Regions from separate parts of the Zea mays genome. Here region 2 is linked to region 1. The links are chromatin contacts, called in public Hi-C maps. All regions are on one chromosome and are shown on one strand. Each heading gives the region's core, a stretch centred on a gene start, on an enhancer-like site or on the middle of the called end of the contact. The rest is flanking DNA. Distances are from core to core; before and after follow the strand shown.

Region 1 (5,541 bases), core at 1,725-4,224:
ACTACTAGCAGTTACAGGCCACTAGTTTCCGCCTTCAAGGTTTTGGCGCCGAGAACAAGTTGGGGTAGGAGAAATACGGATCGTCCTCCAGAGACGGCGACCTCTGCGGCACATGAGACGGCACATAGTCCTGTGTCTCGTTGGTGAAGGAGTCCTGGTGATCAAATACTGGTTTCTGTGTACCCTCGGCCTGATGAGGGCTTTCCTTTTGAGCACTGTCGGTGTACTTGTTATAGACCCTTGAATTCTTCTTTAGGTCTGCAATGCGTAGCTGCACAAGGTTCGCAGCGGCGCGGGCTGCGGACGCAGCTCGCTCCGCTGATTCAGCAGCTGTCTGAGCAGCAGATAGTACATCGTCCAAGTCGATACTTGCCTCACTCTCGGAAGAGATTGGCCGTACTTGTTCTGGTTGTTTTGTGAACGTATAATCAGTGGGAGGTACTGGAGGTGTGGCCAATTCATCAACCCGCTTTGTGGAGATTTTTGGCTCTGTTGGCTTCACTGGAGGAGACATTGAAGGTGAGGGAACTGTCTCAGTTTTTTCCAATGGAGTAGCAACAACTGGCGGTGGAGATGCAAAAGGAATAAATTGCTTCTTTTCATCTGGCAAATCTGGTGTGTTTGGCTGAGCAGATGGTGCAGAGATAAGATGTTCCAGGCTTTTCATCTGAATAACATTAAAAGCGCCGCCAGCTGTTGGATTCTCCTCCAAGTTAGTACGGTCTGAGAACTCACGAGGAAGCGGCTGAGAGCCCGGAGCATGGGGACCAATATCTGGGGTCAATGGTGTGTTAGAAGGTGGACGTATTGCTGCTTTTGGGACTTCAGGAAAATCCAGTGAGTCAAGACCGGTATCTGACTCGCAGTCTTTGTCAGGCCGCTCGGCAGCACTTGCCGCTACTGTTTCCTCGTGTTTCTCCTTGGGAAGAGGTAGTGTGGAGCCGTTGAAGTAGGTCGGGCCATTCTAAGAAGGGAAAACATAGTATCAAGTAAGATTTGAATCATTGAACTAACCATGTTAGTCACAAATCCGTATATATATTTACCAATAGATCTTCATGAGGTTTGAGAAATTCTATCTCTGTCTCTGATGGATCCCAGTCAACTTCATGTTCCTCAGCTATCTCCTTCAGCAGTTTCAACTTTGCATGGACAGGAGGAGGACGAATAGAAAGTAGTTCAATTATCTGCAGAAGCATTAATTCTGATGTGTTACAAACATCCAAAACAACCTGAAAACAAGGTTAAACCAGTTCGAATTCAAAGTGTCATATAACCTGACGATTGACCCCGCAATCAGGCATCAACTCTGAAGCTGCAGCGACAAATTCCTTCCCATATTTAGTTGCAAACATCATTTGAACTTGTATCAGTTCAGGTAGATCTGCACATCTTGGAGCAGCGAAACAGATACTTGATATTGCTTCTTTGAGATCAATAGGACACTCCCTGAAGCCAACAAAACAAGGAAACACAATTCAGTCAGACTTATCTGCATCTCTTGCAGAATTTTTAGTCACAAAACAGTTAATCAATTTTATCAACTATAGCCCATTTGTATTCACGAGCAGGATTCAGGATCCCTGCTTTATACTTCAAGATAATACGCCCTATAAAAAAGGCAGCAGCAAAGAAAATATCATCAGTAACATCCTTGGAGTTGGGATTACAATGGTTATGTCTTCAAACAAATAAGGAATGTAAGAATGCAGAGGGTATAAGAACGAAGATAACTTGTCCCTGTTGCCAAATGGACATATTGGGCCCGTTCGTTTCCCTATGCTAAATTTTAGCACCTATCACATCGAATGTTTAGATGCTAGTTATAAGTATTAAATATAATTTAATCAAAAAACTAATTATATAGATAAAAACTTAACGACAAGACAAATCTATTAAACCTAATTAGTCAATGATTCGCTAATGTGATGCTACAGTAAACATTTGCTAATCATAGATTAATTAGGATTAAAATTTGTGTCTTATTATTTAGTCTTCATCTATATAGTTATTTTTATAATTAGACTATATTTAATACTCATATTTAACATTCGATATGACATATACTGAACTTTAGTCGCTGGAACGAAACACCCTTAAAGTAATGGTTATCTTTAGGGTCCAAGTCTCTGCTAAGAACACATTGGAATGGAACAAACACAGCCATAGTCCACTATAGCAGTCAAGCAAGGTTATGTTCGCTATAAAAACCAGTTACTGGAAATCTCAAGGCCTCAAGGGAGCTGGTGGTCCAGCACAGTTTGCCATATCCAGGGGCAACAAAGCACACCCGTGGGCCGTGGCCTCATGAACAAGCAAACAGTGATCGCAATTACAGGCTGTAAAATTGAAGTCAGATAGAGGGCCAGAGGGGCGAACCTTTGGGTCTCGATGATGGGCAGGCGCACAGCGATGAGCTCGCAGAAGAGCTCGAGGATCTCCTGCGCGGCCATCATGTTCTCCTCCCGGATGATGTGCTCCACCTGCATCCGCCGCAGCCGCAGCTTCCAATCAGCCAAGCCAAAAAAAAAGCCCCCGACCCAGTCCTCACCTCGCCCACCCGGCCAGCTCTACCCTGATCTAAGCATATGCATATCCCCTGACAGCGAGGAGCGTACGTACCCTGATCCGCGCGGTGGCCTCCTGGCCGGCCTCGAGAAGCTTGGCGATGTCCCGGCGCATCTGGCGCAGCTGCAGCTCCCGCCGGTTCCGCAGCAGCTTTATCCGCGGGATCGACAGCTTCAGCAGCGTCTTGCTGCGCACGCACGCACACACCGACACACGACATCAGAAACCAGAACTAACCAACGCGGACCAAAGCTTCCCGCCCCTTCCGAGAACATCCCCGGAAAAAAAAAGAAACGCCCGCGCGTACCACTTGGCGCCGCGGAAGCCGCCGCCGCCGCCGCCCTTGCCGAAGAAGGCGTCCATCACGGCGCAGCGTCGCCGTTCGGACGCGACGTGACGGGAGGTAAGCGAGGGTTTGCTCGATCGGGTGTCAGCGGGGGATTTATGCGGCGGGGGGCGATCTGGTTGGAGACGAAGGGGGGAGTGGTGAGCGATGGGGTGGAGAGGTGAAGCCCAGCCGGGCGCTTGCGGCGACGTCCGTCAGGTCGGTCGACGGGACGGGCGGCACCTGCTACGCTGACGAGGGAGCCCAGCCGTTCGATTGGGACACGTGTACGGCTGACAGGGATACTTAGGGGTTGGTTAACGTCGCGGTTTGCGCTGACGACGGGTTTCGCTGTTTGCTATCGCAGACAACTTGGCCCTGCGGGAGACGTCGGTTTGCTTCGCTCCAAAGGAAACTATAGTTTGGATGCATCACACAAATCAGCGGCGAAGCTAGAGCAGAGAGTGCAACTCTCTTATGGGTGCATAAGATATGTGGAATGCTTATATAGTGAAATTTTGATTATTGTAACTGAATTTTGGACTGTGGAGGATGCATGTGTATCCACAACTAACCAGGTAGCTTCGTCCTTGACACAAACAATTTGCCGATTAGTTTTAGCATCTCCCTCCAAACAGACTAGCTAATAAATAAATAAATTATTAGCTAGAGATCTAACAAATTGTTTATCTATTAGTCATTTAAGATCTAATTGATTTATGGCTAACCATACCTCTCTTTGCCTAAGGTTAGTCATTCAAATTTAAGAACTAAACTTAGTCAAAAAAACTAGACAAAGTATGGCAAATTAGATAGCAAGCTAAATAGACATTTAATCTTGTTAATATATGCTAATAGACCATAATAAAAAGAAGAATACGATCCATACTCTTGCCAGTTTATTTGTTTTTTCTCATGACCAATTGTTTGCCGTGCAAGGTAAAAACTAACTATTTAGTATGTTTAGTCATCTATTAGATAAGACTTCAAACATATCACGACTAATTATTTGCCCGTTAATTATTAGCCACTCGCAATCGATTAGAGGATTCAAACATGGACTTATTGGATCTCTGGATCGGACGTCTAGGATTGACCTATACTAGTTCTCGTAGCGTGTATGATTGGTTGGGTGATACCGAGACCCATCCGCGACGATGCCTCCTTTGCGCCAAATGATGGATTTGACGCCAACTGCGTTCTTCGATCCTAGCATCAGAGACGAGGACCAGAATGCTAACAAGGAAGCCTTAGGGTTACGTGCAACTCACAAACTGTGTTTTGAGCTCAACTATAATACTACTCTCTTCATTCTGAAATGCACGCCATTTTTGTTTTTATCTAAAAAAAACCCAGCCCATGAGATGTGATGTAGCTAATCTTTTGTTGTACTTAATACTTAACTGTGTACCTTTTTTAATAAAAAAGTAACAGACTAGAGAAGTTTACTTATAATAACAAACTAAAACAGATTGCACTTTGGAGCGTAGGGATTAAATTAAACCCGTAATGCTCGAACTCCAATTGAATTATAGATTACATTGTGGTCTACTACAATAACATACATAACATTTGATTCGGCATTTAGGAATCAACCGGATCCGTGGCGCAATGGTAGCGCGTCTGACTCCAGATCAGAAGGTTGCGTGTTCGATTCACGTCGGGTTCAAATCCCTGAATTAAGTCCAGTTTTTTATTATTATTATTTTGCGCTTCTTTCTACTATTTAATGCTCAGATGCCCGTACGATGCAACGGCATATGAATTATTTGATAAAAATGTTAAAACACAAAGATTATATAAATAAACAACACATATTATCACTAACTTCAATATCTTTTTTTTGCCAACAACCAATATAGAACTAAAATGATATAAAATCAAAGCATCAAAGCATACAACAATGTAAATATCACAAAAAAGTCTAAGAATGAGGCGTGCCTTACCGCACACAATCTCGAAAACGGGGCTTTCGGACACAACTATAGCTACCTTCTTCATTCGGGAGACGCAACCGCCATTCCCAAATCACGTAGCCATGGCGAAAACACCGCTCGCCATTTTCGTGAGTGAGCACTGGTCTATGAATGGATCAGTTTAATGAATTCTTGAATTCTACCTGGTCATCAACAATAAAAAACCTTCCCATTGTTAACAAAAGAACAAACTATAAATGTGACTATAACTTCACCAACAGCAGTGAAAGTTTTGTACTTGTGTCTGTGTCTAGCAAGCAAACAAGCAATGGTGTGGACTCTATCACGACTTATGTTATGCTTCTAACCTGAAATCTGAAATGCAGAACAGAATAAATGAATGAACGAGTGTAAACTATAGAGTTAATGTTAGATAGAATAAGCTGAAGAGAGGTGCAGTGGTCCCTGATGTAATGGCAAGTCTCTATCTGCAAGCAGATGGTAACTGACCACATTCAGTGCAGAAAGAAAACCCATTTTCTTACACATGTGCCCCCATCCCCATCCCATCCATTTAACATGAATCATTTCTTTTCTTTTCTTTTCAAGCGCTTTAATGCTTCCATGAAAAACTAAAGAAGTGTTAGAGCATTTATGCACTAGCTTTCAACGGAAAAATAACACATAAATTTGAGCAAGCCATAAACATAATTACAAACTGTAGCAATTTCT
Region 2 (5,713 bases), core at 3,059-5,558, 240 kb before region 1:
CAGATCAAACATGATATAAATGAGCATGTAGTGAACATGTAACATGGTATAAAGTAAGGCACACATAGTCGAACTAAACACAATAATTATTGTAGTAACTGAACCGATTTCAGTTTACATAGACCAGAACATTTAAATCCCCCAAAAGCATGATCATACCAACCGACAAGTAGACCTGAACATAGACCTGAACATGCTACAATACTTCTACTTAAGTTAAACCTAGAACACTAGTACGGATATGTGTCGTCGGTTGAGTAGTCACGACCATCGTCGTAGCCCACTAGGTCTTCATAGTTAATTGGTGACTCTTCGTCTATCAGTAGGTCGTCATCTGAACCATCTTCTATCAGAAGGTCCTCTACTGCTTCCTCTTGTTGTGGATGTTCTTTAACTTGACTGTTAGCCATATTGTCTACCTCCCACTGAGTTTGCACTGCTACGTCTTCAAGATCCTTGGCGAGGTCGTCAATCTCAACTAGTGCTCGGTTCAATTCGTCGACCAAAGGTGAGTTGAAAGGCTGGAAGGCTGATTTGACGACATCAACGATGTCACAACTACGCTTTTGAACAACTCTGAGCAGAGTAGTCAGTGCTTTACGGAGCTTTTCGTTCTCCGAATCCATGGCTACATCAAACACAGTGTTGAATTAGTTAACACCGACTACAAATTACATATGTTATACAAACTACTGCATAGAAGGGATTCCAAACTATGAGTACACAGTTGAAATGTACATTGCATCTATGTCAACCTGTTATAAATTTGCAGATTAGGTTACCATGGTCGCATAAAAAATTAATGTTGAGTAATTTGAATCCGGACAGAACCGCATCATCTGGGACGAACAACCCCCCAAACCCGAAATGGATCCCCCAAAACCGGTCTAAATTTAAGCATCCGGACACAACAATAAGCCATTGATGCATGAATTTGAAGCACATTATTTAGAATGCTCCAGATCGTAAACCCTAAACATCCCAGAAATCCTAATCCATGCCCCCAAATACGAACAATACATTACGGTAATGATTCAGTACTAAACAAAAAGGATTTCTGTAGTTCGTACCTCGCTCTTCGCGGATCTGCCTCGGTGGACCGAATCGAAGAGGAAGACGACGACGGCGACGAGCTTCTCTTCCTTTTGCCGGCTGCCTTCGACGAAGTCGGCGGACGACGAAGCCTTTTGCCGATGGCGACTCTGCGGCGACGAGCAGGGGGAAGCTGGCTTGGATCTTGGGTTGCGGTGGGTCGCGCGACCTCGGTTCGAAGGGGTGCGAGCTCTACGCCGACAGAGCCGCCTCCGCACGGCCGCTTCTCGGCCTCCTGCCTCGATGCCGGCGGCGAAGCGCGCCGGATCGAGGGCTCGGCCCCGGAAGATGCAGTCGCCAGCGCGGGGTAGGAGGACGCGGAAGTTTCCTCGCGGCGGCTGGTGGAGGAGCAGCGCGGATAGCGCACTCCCGGAGCCCTCCACATTTAGAGTGTCTACCACATCCTCTAAAATTTAGAGGACGCTATAGAGTCCCTTGCTGGAGCCGTAGGGGACCTGACAGTCCTCTATATTTAGCGGACAGGACCCTTTAGCGGCTGTTGTTGGAGGCAGCCTCACTCCCCAATCTTCTCGGGTAACCTACGGTACCTGGTGTCATTACACGATGGCAATAATAATATTCGATAATATTTGCAGTAGCTGGCTATTGTGGTGAGTGCACATTCCCACACAAAGTTCGAATTCCTCCGAAGCACACGTTAGCTTTGTTTCATTATAAATTGTGAGAATTCAAATTATAAGTCGTTTCGATTCTTCTAAGTATATAGTTTTTCTCTATGCACCTAGACATATATTACATCTAAATACAAAGTAAAAGATATAGTAACGTCGGTTTAAAATGGATGGAGTACTTCCTCCTAGGTAATCATGTTTCTTTGTAGGATCTGTATATATACATACAGTAAGTAAAATATTAAGATGTGGGTGCCTGCTTTGTTTTTACAAACTTGATGACAAATGTGCACCTCTTCTTTGGGTTCAAAACTTAACCTAATGTTAGGATTGTTGTTGGCTAAATAGTTATAGCTTCCACCACCAACAGAAGATATGAAGAAATTGATGTTGAGGTTATTAGTGTAGACATGTGTCTTTTACAGAGATGGTTGCAGTGTAAATATTTTCACATATATATATGGTTGGCAACCGTTGGTGAAAATAGTTTTCACTGTCAACATTCCAAAGATTTTGTTTAAATGGACAGTGGAAATGTCGTGGGAAAAAAACATTTCTATATAAGTTCTATGCTTTTTATTATTTGAACACAAACTATTTTACAGGAATTATTCGTTTTGTTTTATTCTTAATGATAAGTTTGCAAGTGGCCCATCATGGAGATTGGAGATGGACCCGTAAGGCACGCTCAGCAACCCATTAATCAGCACATCTACTAGGCCCATTGCAGAACATCTCTTTTTCTCTCTCTCTGTTTTCTTGTTTTTTTTATATATTATATACTTCCCCTGTCCCAAAATAATATTTATTTTAACTCATAGTTTTGTATGTGTATATCCAAATAAATAATGACGAATATAGACACATATATAAATCACATACAAATTTTAATTTGAGACAGCGAGCCCGTTTGCAGGCCGCGCGCCATGGCTCAGCACTTGCGTTATGTTTGATTTCCTGCCTACGGTGCGCGGTGCGCCATTTGCAGGCCGCCATGGGGTTTCGGCGTCACAATTGTGGCGCCTGAAGGAGCGCTTCGCCAAGCTCTCGGGCGCGCAGGACGCCGTCGCGCCGCCCAGCTTCGTGGCGGTGGCGGTAGGTGTCCTTCGTGTGCTCCAAACACCAGTCCGACAACTTCTCCCTCCGTGGTCACCATGAACCACGACGGGCAGGTGGTTCTCGTTCAAGGGAAGGGCAGTGCCGGCGCGCGGCGGCGTCCAGCGGTCCAGCCGTCCGTCCGTGTCGCGGGGCACATGGACGCGTACAACTCGCATTTCCTCAGCTAATTTGGGCGATTCTGTATGTCTATATAATAATAAATGCATGTTGTGTTACTTGTGTACAGTGAGTCTACGTACTTCATATTTCACTCTTCATCAAATCAGTTTACCTCGTTGAACAAGAGGTCAATAACGATGCACAACTACCCGAAATTCTTCCAGGGTCAATAGAAACATTTGAGTTTAAATTCAAATAAATCTCATTAAAACGTTTGACGGAGAGCAGAAACTGCAATCAATTACTAGTACGTAACGTACGCACGCAAATTTAGTCACCAGCAGACCAGCACCATGCAAATATCGTTTCTCGTCGCACCTAGTTATAGCTACGCCGCCCTTCACCTGGTTCACCATTGCACGGCGCCGTGGAGGTGGCTGGCAAATCCCCTCCCCCTCTGCACGCCGCCGTTCTCCTCCTCGCCTTCGAACTCCATCACCTTGGACCCTTCCCCCGCGCCGTACGCCTTCCGTGATGCCGCCGCGTAGTACGACGGCGCCGCCCCGCCGCCAGAGCCGAACCCGACGCTGCTGGCTCCCATCATGAGCCCGACGTGCGCGTCGTCGTCGTGGCCCGCGCGGTCGACACCGTCCCCGGCCCCGCCGCCCGCGGCGAGTGGGCCGGCGTCGTCCGCCGCGCCGCCGCCTTCGCCGTGGCGCGCGCCGCCGCCGAGCACGGCGGCCTTCTCGCCCTCGGCCTCGCGGTAGCGGTTGAGGTAGGACTTGAGCGGGGCGACGTAGGCCTCGAAGCCGAGCGTGGTCATGGCCCAGAGCAGGTCGTCGCCGTTGATGGTCTTGCGCTTCTCGCGCTGGCACTTGTCGGAGGCCTCCCCCGTGACGAAGCTGATGAACTCGGACACGCACTCCTGCACCGTCTCCTTGGCCTCCTTGGAGATCTTGGCGTTCGCCGGCAGGGAGCGCTTCATGATGCGCGACACGTTGGCGATCGGCAGGAACCGGTCTTGCTCCTTGGCCGGCGACTCACCGCCGCCGCCGCCGCAGTACCCCACGCTGCTCCCGCACCCGCCGCCGCCGGCCGCTGCCGCGGCGCCGGACTCGTTGTCCGACAGCGGGCTGCCCACGGGGCTCAGCAGGTGGCCCTGGTGCCCGTAGCCCTTCCTGTTCTTCATGCCCCTTGCTTGGCCGGATGGATGAAGAGGTGGTGCAAGAGATGGTCTCCTTTTAAAGCTTGAAAGGAAGGAGGGGAGCAAGCTAATAAGCTAGTTAGCTAGTGTCTCTGTTCTGTTCGTCCCAAAATAGTAGACGGGAGATGCCAGTGGGAGGACGGTAGTGATGCCGACGCATAGCTAACACAACGATTATATTATGTTCATGTGAGCATTGCAAGATTCTTGCCCTGCTCTGAACTCTAGGAGATAGCTTACAGTGGCAACGAGACCCTCTTCTGCATTTCGGTCATTGATGTGTGGGTCCAATCTAGACCTGGTCCCACATGTCAGTGGCCCAATTGCAGCGTAGAGGATCTGCTTCCCTCATAGCCAATAAGTGAAGTAAAAAAGTACTCCTATGTGGTGTCCACGGTAGTGAACTAATTGTTGTTTAGAGCACATATATATTTATATAGATTTACAAGGATTTCACTTGTAACAAATGAAACTTATTAACTACTTGATTTAAAAACAAGTTTCATGGTTGAACTAAGAGCAATTTCAAAATCCTCTTTGTATCCTTTCTAATTGAGAGGAATATAGATTTTTTTGTGTGTGAAAAAGTAACTCAAATAGCTTCATTAATTAGATCTCCAAATATAGTTATCCCCTTTTATGAATTTCTCGCTAGCCCAAATATAAAGAGCGGGATTGGTTCTCTAGATTAGGTTTACGACCTATAAGATATAGTGAAGCTACCGAAGGATTGGACCATATAGAGAGCATTTTTATTCAAAACTTTTCTTTCCCTAAGAGTCCTCAAGTACACACAGCTATTGCTGATCCTTTGCGAGATCAGGATGAGACCCTTCAGAATTTCTAATCAATCCATGTTAGGTCAACATCGAGACAGAGCATCTCAGTTGGCGCTGTCAAGGAAGTGAAACAGGCATTCCTAGGTTGAAGTTACCATAGGATTGACCCTCAGTCAGGCCTCCGATTCCAAGGAGTTGATTCAGCAAGTTCCCCGTGCTACCCAACGGGAAGTCTAATCGGATCAATCGGTGGTTTCGTAATGAGTAGTCGAATACACATTGAGGGGGCCTTGCCTTCTCCTTCCCGCCCACACCTTCATTCTTTTCCTCCTCTAACCTTAGAAAGCCAAAAGACTTGAATTTAAGGCTTCAACAGTCATAATTATACGAATTCTACATACTAATTTGAATTAGCCAATAAATTAGCTATCATCTTTTCAATATAAATTATTGCAATATCAATGAATTGCAAAAATGCAATATTCAATAAGCAAAAAACAATACTATGAAATAACCTACTCAAAAAAGGATATTATTAAACACTAATAAGAAAATAAGATTTTATTTTTATTTATCTTAATGTTCCTTATTATTATATATGTCCCTTTGTTTAGGGGATTCTATGTCTAATTATTCCAAAAATTGGAATAGTTTAGAGAGTGGATTGGCTTTTTTTAAAAAAAGTGTTCTAATAGAACTAATCCCAACCAAGCTAGATTTCCCTCCGTTACCGAAAAGTTTGAAAATAAATTCCCGCCTTAATTTGAAAGCAATCAAGGACTATGCTT

Evidence for each region. A called contact is a pair of places that touch in the nucleus more often than the background predicts.
Region 2: a Hi-C map of leaf shows a contact between it and region 1, with 6 times the contacts expected there. The contact joins the promoter of LOC103653048 here to the promoter of LOC100272774 in region 1. A contact is called at or near these places in 9 of 25 Hi-C or Micro-C datasets (bundle sheath, ear, leaf and 3 more) and 1 of 3 datasets of contacts at active chromatin or transcription factors (leaf).

What each region holds. Positions count from the first base shown.
Region 1 is chr4:32,118,528-32,124,068 of Zm-B73-REFERENCE-NAM-5.0, reverse strand. It overlaps LOC100272774, which reads right to left and starts at 2,974. Exons shown (of 6, transcript NM_001147227.1): 1 at 2,876-2,974; 2 at 2,623-2,755; 3 at 2,380-2,483; 4 at 1,278-1,610; 5 at 1,047-1,187; 6 at 1-964. The coding sequence starts at 1,358. The coding sequence ends at 35. TRNAW-CCA (transfer RNA tryptophan (anticodon CCA)) reads left to right here and starts at 4,491; the gene lies at 4,491-4,562.
Region 2 is chr4:32,362,950-32,368,662 of Zm-B73-REFERENCE-NAM-5.0, reverse strand. LOC103653048 (nuclear transcription factor Y subunit B-11) reads right to left here and starts at 4,308. Exons shown (of 1, transcript XM_008680022.4): 1 at 3,076-4,308. The coding sequence starts at 4,131. The coding sequence ends at 3,352.